Linked DNA regions of Gasterosteus aculeatus: region 2 is linked to region 1. A link is a contact called in public Hi-C data. All regions are on one chromosome and are shown on one strand. The core of a region is the stretch at or near the end of the contact, and the rest is flanking DNA. Distances in the headings are between cores, read along the strand shown.

Evidence for each region. A called contact is a pair of places that touch in the nucleus more often than the background predicts.
Region 2: a Hi-C map of skeletal muscle shows a contact between it and region 1, with 5 times the contacts expected there. The contact joins two enhancer-like sites. A contact is called at or near these places in 4 of 6 Hi-C or Micro-C datasets (liver, skeletal muscle and whole body).

Annotation. Positions count from the first base shown.
Region 1 is chr15:12,050,740-12,056,251 of fGasAcu3.hap1.1, forward strand. All of the region lies in intron 1 of plekhh1 (pleckstrin homology domain containing, family H (with MyTH4 domain) member 1), which reads left to right. Among protein-coding and RNA genes, the nearest start is that of plekhh1, 24 kb to the left of the region's middle. Within about 2 kb of position 3,177, at least 5 of the 9 cell types and tissues checked have open chromatin away from gene starts, as enhancers often do.
Region 2 is chr15:11,955,154-11,960,665 of fGasAcu3.hap1.1, forward strand. It overlaps tmem229b (transmembrane protein 229B), which reads left to right. Exons shown (of 4, transcript XM_078089672.1): 4 at 1-2,083. The coding sequence ends at 110. Among protein-coding and RNA genes, the nearest start is that of tmem229b, 9.1 kb to the left of the region's middle. Within about 2 kb of position 2,993, at least 5 of the 9 cell types and tissues checked have open chromatin away from gene starts, as enhancers often do.

The DNA of each region.
Region 1 (5,512 bases), core at 1,927-4,426:
TTGCTGGTATTCCTTCTGGCAGATCCCCTAAATGGAGCAACTTGCATGCGAATGTATAAGGACATGCTGCATAATTCTCCAAATGATTTTCCAGAATATTTGTATTTTGGAGCAGATCCAGAATATATCACCGCTGTGGTCGTGCAATTTCTTGAACCACGTTGTGGTTTACTTAAGCCGTAACATGATGTGGCTCACTCTCACGCCTGTAGAGGCAGGAAAACACAGACATGAATATAGACGGCGTCGTATGCAACTTCGGATTCATGTTACAGTAAAAAAGAAGAGAAAACTACGTATTAGGCCAACGTGAGGCAACATGACACCATGGTGGACTGAGTTTTACATGATTTGAACAGTTTTTTTTACATTTTTAAACGAACTCAGAGCACAATGACCTCACTCCAGACTGTTTCACATCGCTGCATGAAGCTCTATACATGCATTGCTGTGCTGAGAGAAGAACCTACTGAAGAAAACGGAACAAAACAGCCCCAAGATGTGACTTCCACAATCAGAGACTTTTGAAAAACAGGAGTTAGAAAAAAATGGGGTTTAAAGAAGCAGAGACGGTCTAATGAAATATACTGTGATTTAGGATCTTGCCCTTACAGGTAAAGTAAGGATATCCTATTGTTTATATTGTATGCTTACTTTGTATGATTAGTTTAGTTTACTTTAAATACGTTTTTTTTAAGTTTATAAAAATATACAATAAAAAAATATTGTGGTAGCACAGTACTAGATCACTAGCGTGTCAGTGTCACCCATTCTGCCGATGTGTATTTAGAGATTCTGCAATACTCCAGAAATGAAGATCCACCACTAAACACCATCTTTGCTTTTGTACCCTGAAATAAAGGTCACAGCGGCCATAATGCTGACGTGGCGTTTAACACAACAGCAGCCCCATCGCGTCCGTCATGACGGGGCTGTTTCTACCTCCGCTGCCAGTTTAAAACTACACTTAGATCAAGATAACCTGCTTCCTCTGCCTCCTTTAAGTGCTCCTAATGGTATTTGAAAGATTTCACAGAGCCGAGAGAAAACAACCAATGAGAGCTGAGGCTTTTCTAACAAAGTTGTCAATCACGGCCTCATATGTTTCCAGAAAACAGACATTTAACAAGGTTGTTCAAACAACCAAGCCAAAGCCAAGTACCTCCAAGCATCACTTGTCACTTCGGACCAACTCAATGCTTCAAAATCGCAGTCCACTAACCGGTGACCGACGTGGTCCACTTTGTATTTACAGTCTATGACACAAACGTGACGGTTCCCCCTTGCAGACATCGAACAGAGGCCCATCCCTCGTCTAGGTGCCCTGAAGCGCCAGCATACAAGGCCTCGGAGCATCCAAGAGTCCCTCAGATTCAAACAGGATCTCCACTGGTGCTGTAATCATGGAGGACAATACCGTACGCGAGCATGAACACTGGAGCCCACTGAGGAAGAGAGGAATTAACCGGCTGCCCTGCACCTCTGACTCAACTCTCTGTGAACCGCCTGTGGAAGCAGGGGTCAGCGGTTCTGGCTTTCGTATCATCTTTCCCTCCCACTCCTCTGCTGTTTCTGCTGGGGGGGGGGGGTTGGTTAAGGAGGGTTTTGTGGAGCAGAAGGGCTCTCAGCTCCTGATCTCAGCAGAGCTCGGGAGAATCTTGGCAGCTCGCTTTGTCTGACAGGTAACGCTCAACGCGGCCGTCCGTGCGGCCCAGCTGTGACCCGGAGAGGCAGGAGGTGTGAGGGCCAAAGGGCAGACGAGAGATAGGTGCAAAGCATTAAATCCTCAGGCCCGCTCGCTTGATTTGGACTCCTCTGGCACGTGTTTTGGATTTTACAATCAGGGAGAGAGGATGTGGGAAAAATAAAGGCCTGCGTGATTTACTTGGGTGCGACAGATGTTCCCTGATGTTGCTAACACCCAGTCCGTTATTTTATTCTGCCGACAATTTGTTTTTCTCTCTATAGTGGTGCAATTTTTCTCTTCCTTCTTCTTTTAAAAGTCTTCAACTGAGCTTATAGGGGAAGTTTTGATTGCGTTGGTTGTACAAGCCTGCTACATGTGTAGTTTTACTTCCCCAAGTGAAATGTTATTTTTGCTAATAGCAAAGTTTTAATATGCTGAATCAGTTGAATATATCACGTAACATTATGAGTTCAGTTATCCTGTGTGAAATCAAAGAGACAAACTGTGCAGCCAATTCAAGGCCACATATAGCAGGCAGAAATGTGGGTTAATGTTAATTAAATGAGACATACATATGGATATGGTTATTTGATTGATCGATGCAGAGATTCGTTCTGGACATTTCACTGAACATTATAAAGCTTAAATGAGGTGCTGGAACAAGGAGACACTGAACATGTTGACCGGGACAGAGTGGAATAATGGGGCTGCACAATAAGCTGCAAACACCACGTTGACATATTATCACCTTTTATACTTTAGCAAGGACTCGAGCTCAAAACAAAGTAACTTTTAATAACTAAAAATACAAAATGCTTGTCAGCAAGCAGGAACCAGATCACAGCAACATCACACACAACCCAAACACGACACAAAGGGACACACATGGTGTAAATACACTGAGGAGGTACAATAACAAGGGAGAGAAAAAACAGAACCAAATGATTCACCTCCACTGAATAGGCCTCCAACTCGCAGTGAAAGGCCGACACTTTCATTCATTTGGAGATATAAAAAAGATATTAAAACACTGCGGTGCTCGTTGATGCATTTCTATGGGACCAAGATTGGGTCTAAATGAAAGAGAAGTCTGAATGTGCCAATAACCCTCGTGTGATCAATCGTGCAAAGAGCCACCGAAACATCCCATCACATCGCAACCAGCAAACGTTAACACGTGAAGACGGGCAGTGCTGTTTTTCTTTATTTCGAAGGCTCATCGGTGTTCGTGCGCACACTCAAGGTAAGAGGAGCAGAAGGAGCAGATCAAAGATGAGGTGGGCGAAGCGCTGGGACACCCACCTCCTCATAAACAGGGGGATCTCCTTACCGAAAACAAAGAGGCATCGAGCAGCCAAACCACATCCAGCGGAACAGGGAGGGCTGAAAGGGGGGGGGGGGGGGGGGAGAGAACACGTTACAGGGGCGGAAAGGTAGAGCAAAATCAGTCATTACTGTAATTACAACCTGAGCCCACTTACTCTCTCACTCAGTGGGAGGAGAGGAGAGAAGGAAAGAGGGAGAGAGGGGAGGTTAGAGCGGCCCAACGGAGGCGTTACCACACAACTCGTCCCGCTTCTTTCTTCAGGGGAACACGCACATAAACACGTTAACGCAGAAGAACGGACGCGCTGCAGGCCCCCCTCCCCTCCCCTCCCCCCCCGGAACCAGTCAGTAATGCGGTTTATGTCGGTAAATGAAATGAGCTATGAAAGGCTCGTCTAACTGTCTTCACCGGGGTATTTATTTTCACTCCCCGCTCTGAGTCACGCCGTCCCTCCCTCTGCTCATCAAACCTCCAAAGCAGAACAGTGTTGGACTGGAGGATAAACACTTCTGAACTTTTTTCTCTTTTATGTTTCACTCATGTAGCACCAAAAACAAAGCTGGAAACCGATCCAAATTATATTCATGAAAAAGAAACTGTTTGCTGACGCGTTAGCCAGTTCACGGGAATCAACACTTACACATTGCGTGTGTTTAATCTGCTCGTTTCCTCCCGATTCCAGTCTGCATGCTAAGCTAAGCTAAAACGCTGCCGATTGTAGCAACAAATCAAATACATTTCATATCAGATGTTTTAAGTTTGAAAAAGAGAATTGCCACATCAAAGGGATCGTTTCTAAGCATCGACCTTGAGTTTTAAACTGGGAAGAGGAGTGTTTTCTGCTACTTGTTTTCTGAAGCGGGTTGGCTTGTGGCCTCCTCTGTGTTTCCCGCTCTCGTCCCCGTGGCCCCCGGCACGTCGCAAACGCTCGCCGGGCGTCCCGCGGGAGGGAAACAGAAGCTCAATGCGGAGTCAAGAGAACAACACCAACAACACCCACATTCTGCCCTTCCAGACCTACAGGTGTTTCATCGTTTCCAAGAAAAAAATCGCCTCGGCTCTGCTGACAGAGAAATACGATCCTAAGTATAGGAAAGAATATAAATCACGTGATGCTCAGTCTATGCTCGCGCGTGCATGTTAGATGTGTTACGTGAAGTACGTGTGGTCCGTCTGTGCGAGAGAAGAAGAAAAAAACAGAGAGAAAATGAGTTGTTTCTGCCACATTTCTACTTTGTTGTAGCAGAGAAAAAGCAAACAGTGGTTCGTTGTTTGCTTTGGCGTTTGTCTCCGTGATTGCCGGTGGTGGAGATCATGCGCCCCGGGCAGAAAACCCATTTGGTTCCACAGTTGGTTTTTAAAGAGCCGTCAACCAGCGGAGCACAAGTGCCACCTCGCGGACACGAGCGGTGCTGCAGTCGCTCCGCAGGGAGGCCTCGCTTTCCCTCCATCTCACTGGCTTGGATACAAATCACAGACTAACTGCACTCTTCACATTTGGGGATATGCATATTTTCTTTGCAGCCAAGACATATTCCATAATGATGGCGAAATATATAAATCCGGTAACCACAGAAAACGTACAACTTTGCGACACAGACCCGGTTAAAACCAGCTCGCAGGAGCCTAAAGAGCAGCTGCCGTTCAGAAACGGAGCGACATGAAGATAATCTGGTCCGACGCACCTTCATCGACCTCGTCTCTCTTTGAACAGTGAGCTCTGCAGCGAGTCACGTCGAGGTTCGAACACGTTGGTGGAGCTGTCGTTGTGGGTCATGAGATGAATCATGAGGTGTTGTGTAGATCCTGTTGTTCCTCGTGGTCATCGAATTGATTCATCTCGGCCTCGTCTCTCGTGATGATGGCTGCTCAATCAAAAAATACTTTAACTTTAACTCAAGGATTATATGAGGGGACCCCCTTGTGCCCCCCGTGAAGATCTCTCAGATATTTTAACACTCGGGTTATGATGTGAGTTTGCGATCATTTGTAGGTGTTTTTTGTTGTTACTCAGAATGTTTGTAGTGGTCAGAACATCTGCGTCCAGATGTCTGTTTGTCTTCCACTGACCTGAAACAACTCCTCTTCCTCCATAGACGCCTTTCCAAACTAAATCCATCTCTCAACGGTTGATTGTCCCCCCCCGAAGTTACGCCTCTGACCTTCTCTCCTTCCACCAACAAAAACTGCGGCTCCCGCTGCGGCCCATTTGGTTACACACATAGACGCGCGTGTTCCGCGGGAAACACACAGTTGTCTCAGACACAACCGGCGTTCCAAGCGCGCATGCAGAACCGCACATCTGCAGCCCAGATGTGCGCCGCACCGAGGTGCTGTTGCGCACAGGATGCTTTGCAGCAGCCCCCCCTGAGGGAGACGCAGTCCGGCTGCATCAGCCTGTGTGTCACTGCTTGTCTCCGCCCCTCGTTGGCCCGCTCCCCGGGGAGGGGGGGGGGGGGGGGTACGACCGTTGGCCCCCCGTTAATTCGGGGCAGATG
Region 2 (5,512 bases), core at 1,743-4,242, 96 kb before region 1:
TCCACGACGGGGCCGAGGACGGCTGGTCGACGCGCCGGTCGGTCGCTGCAGGAACTGCGGGAGGAGGGAGGAGGGGAAAGGATGCTAATGGCTTCCTCAAAGGAGAATGAAGGAAGGGAGAAAACGGTCTCGAACGGGCCCCAGCCCCCTGCTACACGGCCCTTCCCCTCTTTCAACAGGCAGTTCCTCCACGTTAGCCGTTTGGAGGGGGCCAACTAACCGCTGTGTACACCGGGCCGGTGAGCCGAGGTCCGCCGAATATCGTAACTGCCAGAAAACCAAACTCAAACGTGGTTTACAACTCAAATCCATCACCGTTCGCTCGGCCGTCAGCGGAGCCTCACAGTTTCCATGTGGCGTTGACCTTGTAGAGGTCAAGCTCATCTTTGACCCTGATTACATATCTCCTATCATCCTGACCTCACAATATACAAAAAAGTGCTGTTGCACAGGTTTGTTTTATTATCTTATGAACAGATTCAAGGACAATATGTCTGTTTTTCAGGGGCACATCTGTCAGCAGAACGCTTGCTGCATAGAATCCTAAGAGGAAAGTTGATGCAACACGCCCTGTTAAAAAGGAACATATTGTCCTTTATTATTATTCAAAGTACTGTAGTAAAGTAGCCACAAAACGCTCTAACATACCGTCCACGCTCAGGCTTTGCATGTCAGCCTTCATCACCACGATTGTTTGTAGTGAACACCCACGATGCCTGCAAAAATAATGCATGAAAAACGTTGTCTTCCAATATTATATAGAATTTTTACAAAGCTCAGTCAGAAGTCACACTGTGTGTGTGTGTGTGTGTGTGTGTGTGTGTGTGTGTGTGTGTAAATGGTTTCTCAGGCAGTAGAGCCGGTCTACTGGTTATTGTGGTCGGTTCCTGGGTTGCGTCCTCCTCACAGCATGCTGAAGTGTCCTTGAGCAACACTCCAAACTACTGAGCCGGTGGTCGGCCTCGCATGGTGTGTGTGTCTGGGTGTGTGCGCACTCTAACGTCAGAGTGATTGTGAAGGTGATACCTGGATGCAGTCCATTCGCCATAAAAGCAGTGGCTCTTCTCTGATTAGGAGTCGTAAGCATCAGCATGATGATTTATTGTGTTTTTCAGAATAGGTTTATTCTTTTTCTTTTGTGTGCCGTAATGTTGTCTCAGATTTGCCGAAGTTTAATAATGATGCAACTTTCTCGTGAGACAATGTTCTCCCCTTTGTTTAGTCGTCATGCCAGACTTCTTGATTTGAAAATCCATCCATTAAGAACAAATGAAGTGTTTTTCAGAATTGTCAGTTAGTTTGTATGTGAAGGAAATATGCACCAGAATCAATAATGAAAAGAATCAATGCTCATCTTTCATAACAGATTATTTGTGAGTCACAAAATGTGTTTTTGTTTCTTCTGTGAATAATAACCGAGCAAACTGCTCGTTTCCTTTGGGGTTGTTACTCTTCCTCCTACTCACGTTCACTTTACATGGGGCTGATTCATGTTTTCATTATTGGACACGTCCATCAGCGATTGCGAGGTACCAAAGGATTGACTTTGATACATGAAATGGAAACATGGACTGACTCCTCAGGACCACCGTTAATTCCTCAAACACGATATTCTGGGCTGACTTGTTGCTCAGCTTTTATGCAAGTTATGCAACCCCCCCAAACGCTACTGGGCTACGCGAGGGAGTGACCGTCATCATCATCATCATCATCATCGGTGAGCCAACACGCAGTGTTTCCACCTCACTGTGTCTCCTGCATGTCCGGAGGATGGATTTGCAGAGAGCTGTTCGACACGATTGATAAAATGCTGCCATCCAGAGGATACTTTGGAAACTGCATTGTGAAAACCAACGTTTTATGGAGCTTGGACGACAAATAAGACACACAAAGTTCAAGATTTTTTTTAGGATCAAAAGCAGGCAGATATGTTTGCATGTTTTTTTAAACTGTCTGGATTTATTTCACACATGAATCACCTGGCTTGAAAGCAATAGAGGCTTCTGACCCAGCAATGATTGGCTCGAGCTCAAGGTTAACATCTCTCTTCTCTTTAACAATCAAATAAACTATATTCTGAAAATCTGATGTCTATGATTAGACAACTCACAATGAACATGCAATATACATTTGGTTATTTTTGGGGGGAAATGTGTGAATGGAGGAGTTTTAGATGAGTGGGTTCAGTGTGTGTTGAGACACATTTCAGCTCTCGTCCCACATTTATTAGGTTTCCCATGAAAGTCCCAAAGCCAGTTGCATCACTAAGGAAGGACACGAAGTCACACTGTATAATGACGACATATGTTGCTTGACATGTTTTTGCATTAATATTTCAGAACATTTTGAACTACAACTTCATCATCTTTGCAATTCACACAGATACAAATTCGCAGTCACATCTAAAGCTGCAGGTCTTTAAATTGGCCACATGATGGCGCCTTTTCACCAGAAAAGACAAAGTACCCGTGTTCACACAGCACGGGGACACACGTTGATCCTGAGTCATCGGTCTACATGTTCAGATTTATTTCATACGCTGTTTTTACGGCTAAGCTGAGACAAAGATTAGTTTAAAGTATCATTTGTTATGTCGACCACGTGTACGGTTTCACGTGAACCAACGTGCCCTCTCACTTGAGTCAATGTATAGTTTTCCCCTCTTTGAAGCGCCGTGCTTTTATGACAGCATTATATAGCCTGGACACAATAAAAAAAATAAAGCAACTCATTTATTTCAAATAATGCTTCGTCGGCAGGTTTCCACTTGTTTGCCGTCGTGGCCTCGAGGGAAAAAAACAACCACCCACCTGACTTGTGGCCACACCTTTCGTCAGGTAGGGAGAATCTGAGTTATTGACAGGTCGTGGCGAATAATTTGCTTGGCTTGAGTCCCGTGCAGCTCCGGGCCGCCGCGGAATCCCGGCCTACCCGCCTGTATGAGGGAGTGTCCACTTCAAACACTCCGCTGCACTGATAGCGTGAAACTGCTGCAGCACCGCCCCATCTGGCACCGCGTCTTCGTCGCACCTCCTCCAGTCGAGTCCCTCACGCTCCAAGTATGGAGATTCTCAACCTGTAATCTGCGTCTACCCCCCCCCTGGGGGCAGATTCAAGGGCCTGTTTAGCAAGTGTGTCCTCTGCATGATGTCATGTGCCGGGCCTTTCTCGTCAGACCTCATTTCTCACAGTCTCACGTCTACATTTTCCTTAAAATGGCAACAGAATGAGCTTCTATCACTATTTCCTCAGTAGAACTGAAGTGTGCAGGTGTGGGGGAACGATGTGCGTTTGTTGAGCGTCGGGGAGGTCGCGGAAGGTGTTCTGTAGAGGTTTGGACGGCGACCCGACAAACTGAGCTGTTCCGTCAGATCAGGGCAACATTTTAATTTGCACAGCGGGGAGAGCGAGCGCTCCATTGAGGTGGGGGTGGGTGTTGCTTGACTTGTGAATGAGCGAGAGCTCCGGGACCTTTTGTCCAAACACATTCATACGTTCGCGGCTTTTGAGTCGTTTTTTTTTTTTTTGCTCAGATCCTTCTGGAAAACTCCAGTCAGGAACCAGCAGGGAGGGCAGGTGGCTCGTTGATCGCGCGCTATTCTTTCTCTTTGCCACAAGCCGTAATGTGTTGGCACTCCTCTGGTGAGGCCTAGCGCATCTTCATCATCATTAATTTGGTTCCCTGATGATGAAAAAGTTCAACCCACAGAAATCCACTTTTGGCAAAAGTACTTTTCCACAATGGAGTTGCTCATTTGTCTCACTTATTTTCCGTAAATCCGTACCAGGCCCACTCATCAAGCTAGCCAGCGTTAGAATGATATAATATAAACAATCTTTTTCCTCCATGAGCTGAAGTAAAATCCCCTTCCATTCGAAATGGCATTTTTGCTTTGGCTGCGTCACTGCCATGTTTGACTTTCTGCGGAATGCTCCATTTTCCGAGTTTGACGGTAAGGTGCTCACATTTATCTGCAGAAGGTGGAAAGTTTAAAACACGTATGTACCAGACGATTCGGGGCGTTGAATAAGAATCCAGCTGGACCAGTGAGCGAAGTGCAGCATCGTGATGAGAACACTGGAGACATCTTGTTTCCAGTAGTTCAACTTTAAGTCAAATAAATATTCATTTAAGTTTCGGGACGTTTGAATGAGGGAGAATGAGTAAATGTGGTTTGACGTCACTTGTAAATGTTTTCATGTGTCTCAAATGTTTTACTTTAGGGGGGTCGTTCAAATCCTAAATCTAGTTCACCCCATGTTATTGATTTTTTTTAGAGATTGTGCTTGATGCCTTTTGTTTTGACAGAGACACCAGATAAATGACAGACAGACCGAACCCAAGCAGGGTGATGAGCTTCACTTTTTATTTGGCTGGTGAGTCCTTTTCATGTGACGCACTGTATCCTGACGTGCTTAAACGGATCTCAAACGCCAGGGAAGCGAACTCAGGTCTTCCGAGAAAACAGAAATAAATCCGTCACACAAATGGTTTTGTGCCTTTTTTCTGGCCAGGTGATTTCCCTGAGGTAACTTTGAGCTTTCCTCTCCCTGCTTTGCATCACGTGAAATGAGACCGATCCCGAGTGGAAACCGTCCACATTCTTGATGCCTCTCAGTGCGCCAGTTGGTGAAATCACACATGTCATCGGGTCAGGCCTCCTCGGTTGAACCACAACAACAGGCAGCAGGGTCGCGCCCCCGCTTCTTAAATGTGGACAGTTTGTACCTGCGACCAGCTGTAGCCCCGTTTAGCCAACGGTCACGGCTTATCTCCGGCGAGGATTTGCATAACCAGAAGGAGCGGCCCTTTCAAATGTTGCTTCTCCTGTATTTTGTTTCCGGAGTAATCGTTTGAAAGTGTTTTGATGAGGTGTAATTGAATACAAATTTTTAGTCAAATTCTAAAGTCGTGAAAGGATCCACCAGCTCCTTTTTCTTTCCTTCTTTTTTTTCTTACAATATCACTTTAGAGTTCTGGCAATAAGTGCTTTCCTGATCGTGCTGCAGCCAAGACCAACGGATCGACGCCTGATGTCAATATGTAGAACCTGCCAAAAAACAAAACAAGCGCTCCTCCGCCCTGCCCATTTCTGTGCTCACTGTTTTGCATATTCCTTATTTGCACTGTAAATATGAAGTTCTAACATCCTGTTAATTCCAGTGCCACAGATAATAGGCAAATACCCCTTACCTCTGATTGGTCTTTTGTTTAGAACGCGGCAGAGCGTGAATTACAGTAATAGCTGCTTGCAGCGGAGACAATGAAGCGCAGTTAGTGGCATCGATGTGCTGCTGCTCGTCCCGCGGGTCGGAGGGATGAACCTGCGTCTCTCCTGGACTCTGGGCCCATTCAGCATGTTTCCGTCCTCTCCCTCAGAGGGCTCAGGTCCGGCCTCCTTTCCGTTCAACCCGGTCTCACAGCAAAACCTGTAACAGCTACGTTGTGGAACGTGGTATTCTCACGCTTTCTCCCCAAAATCGTGACAATACTAGGTTTCATTTCGGCCCG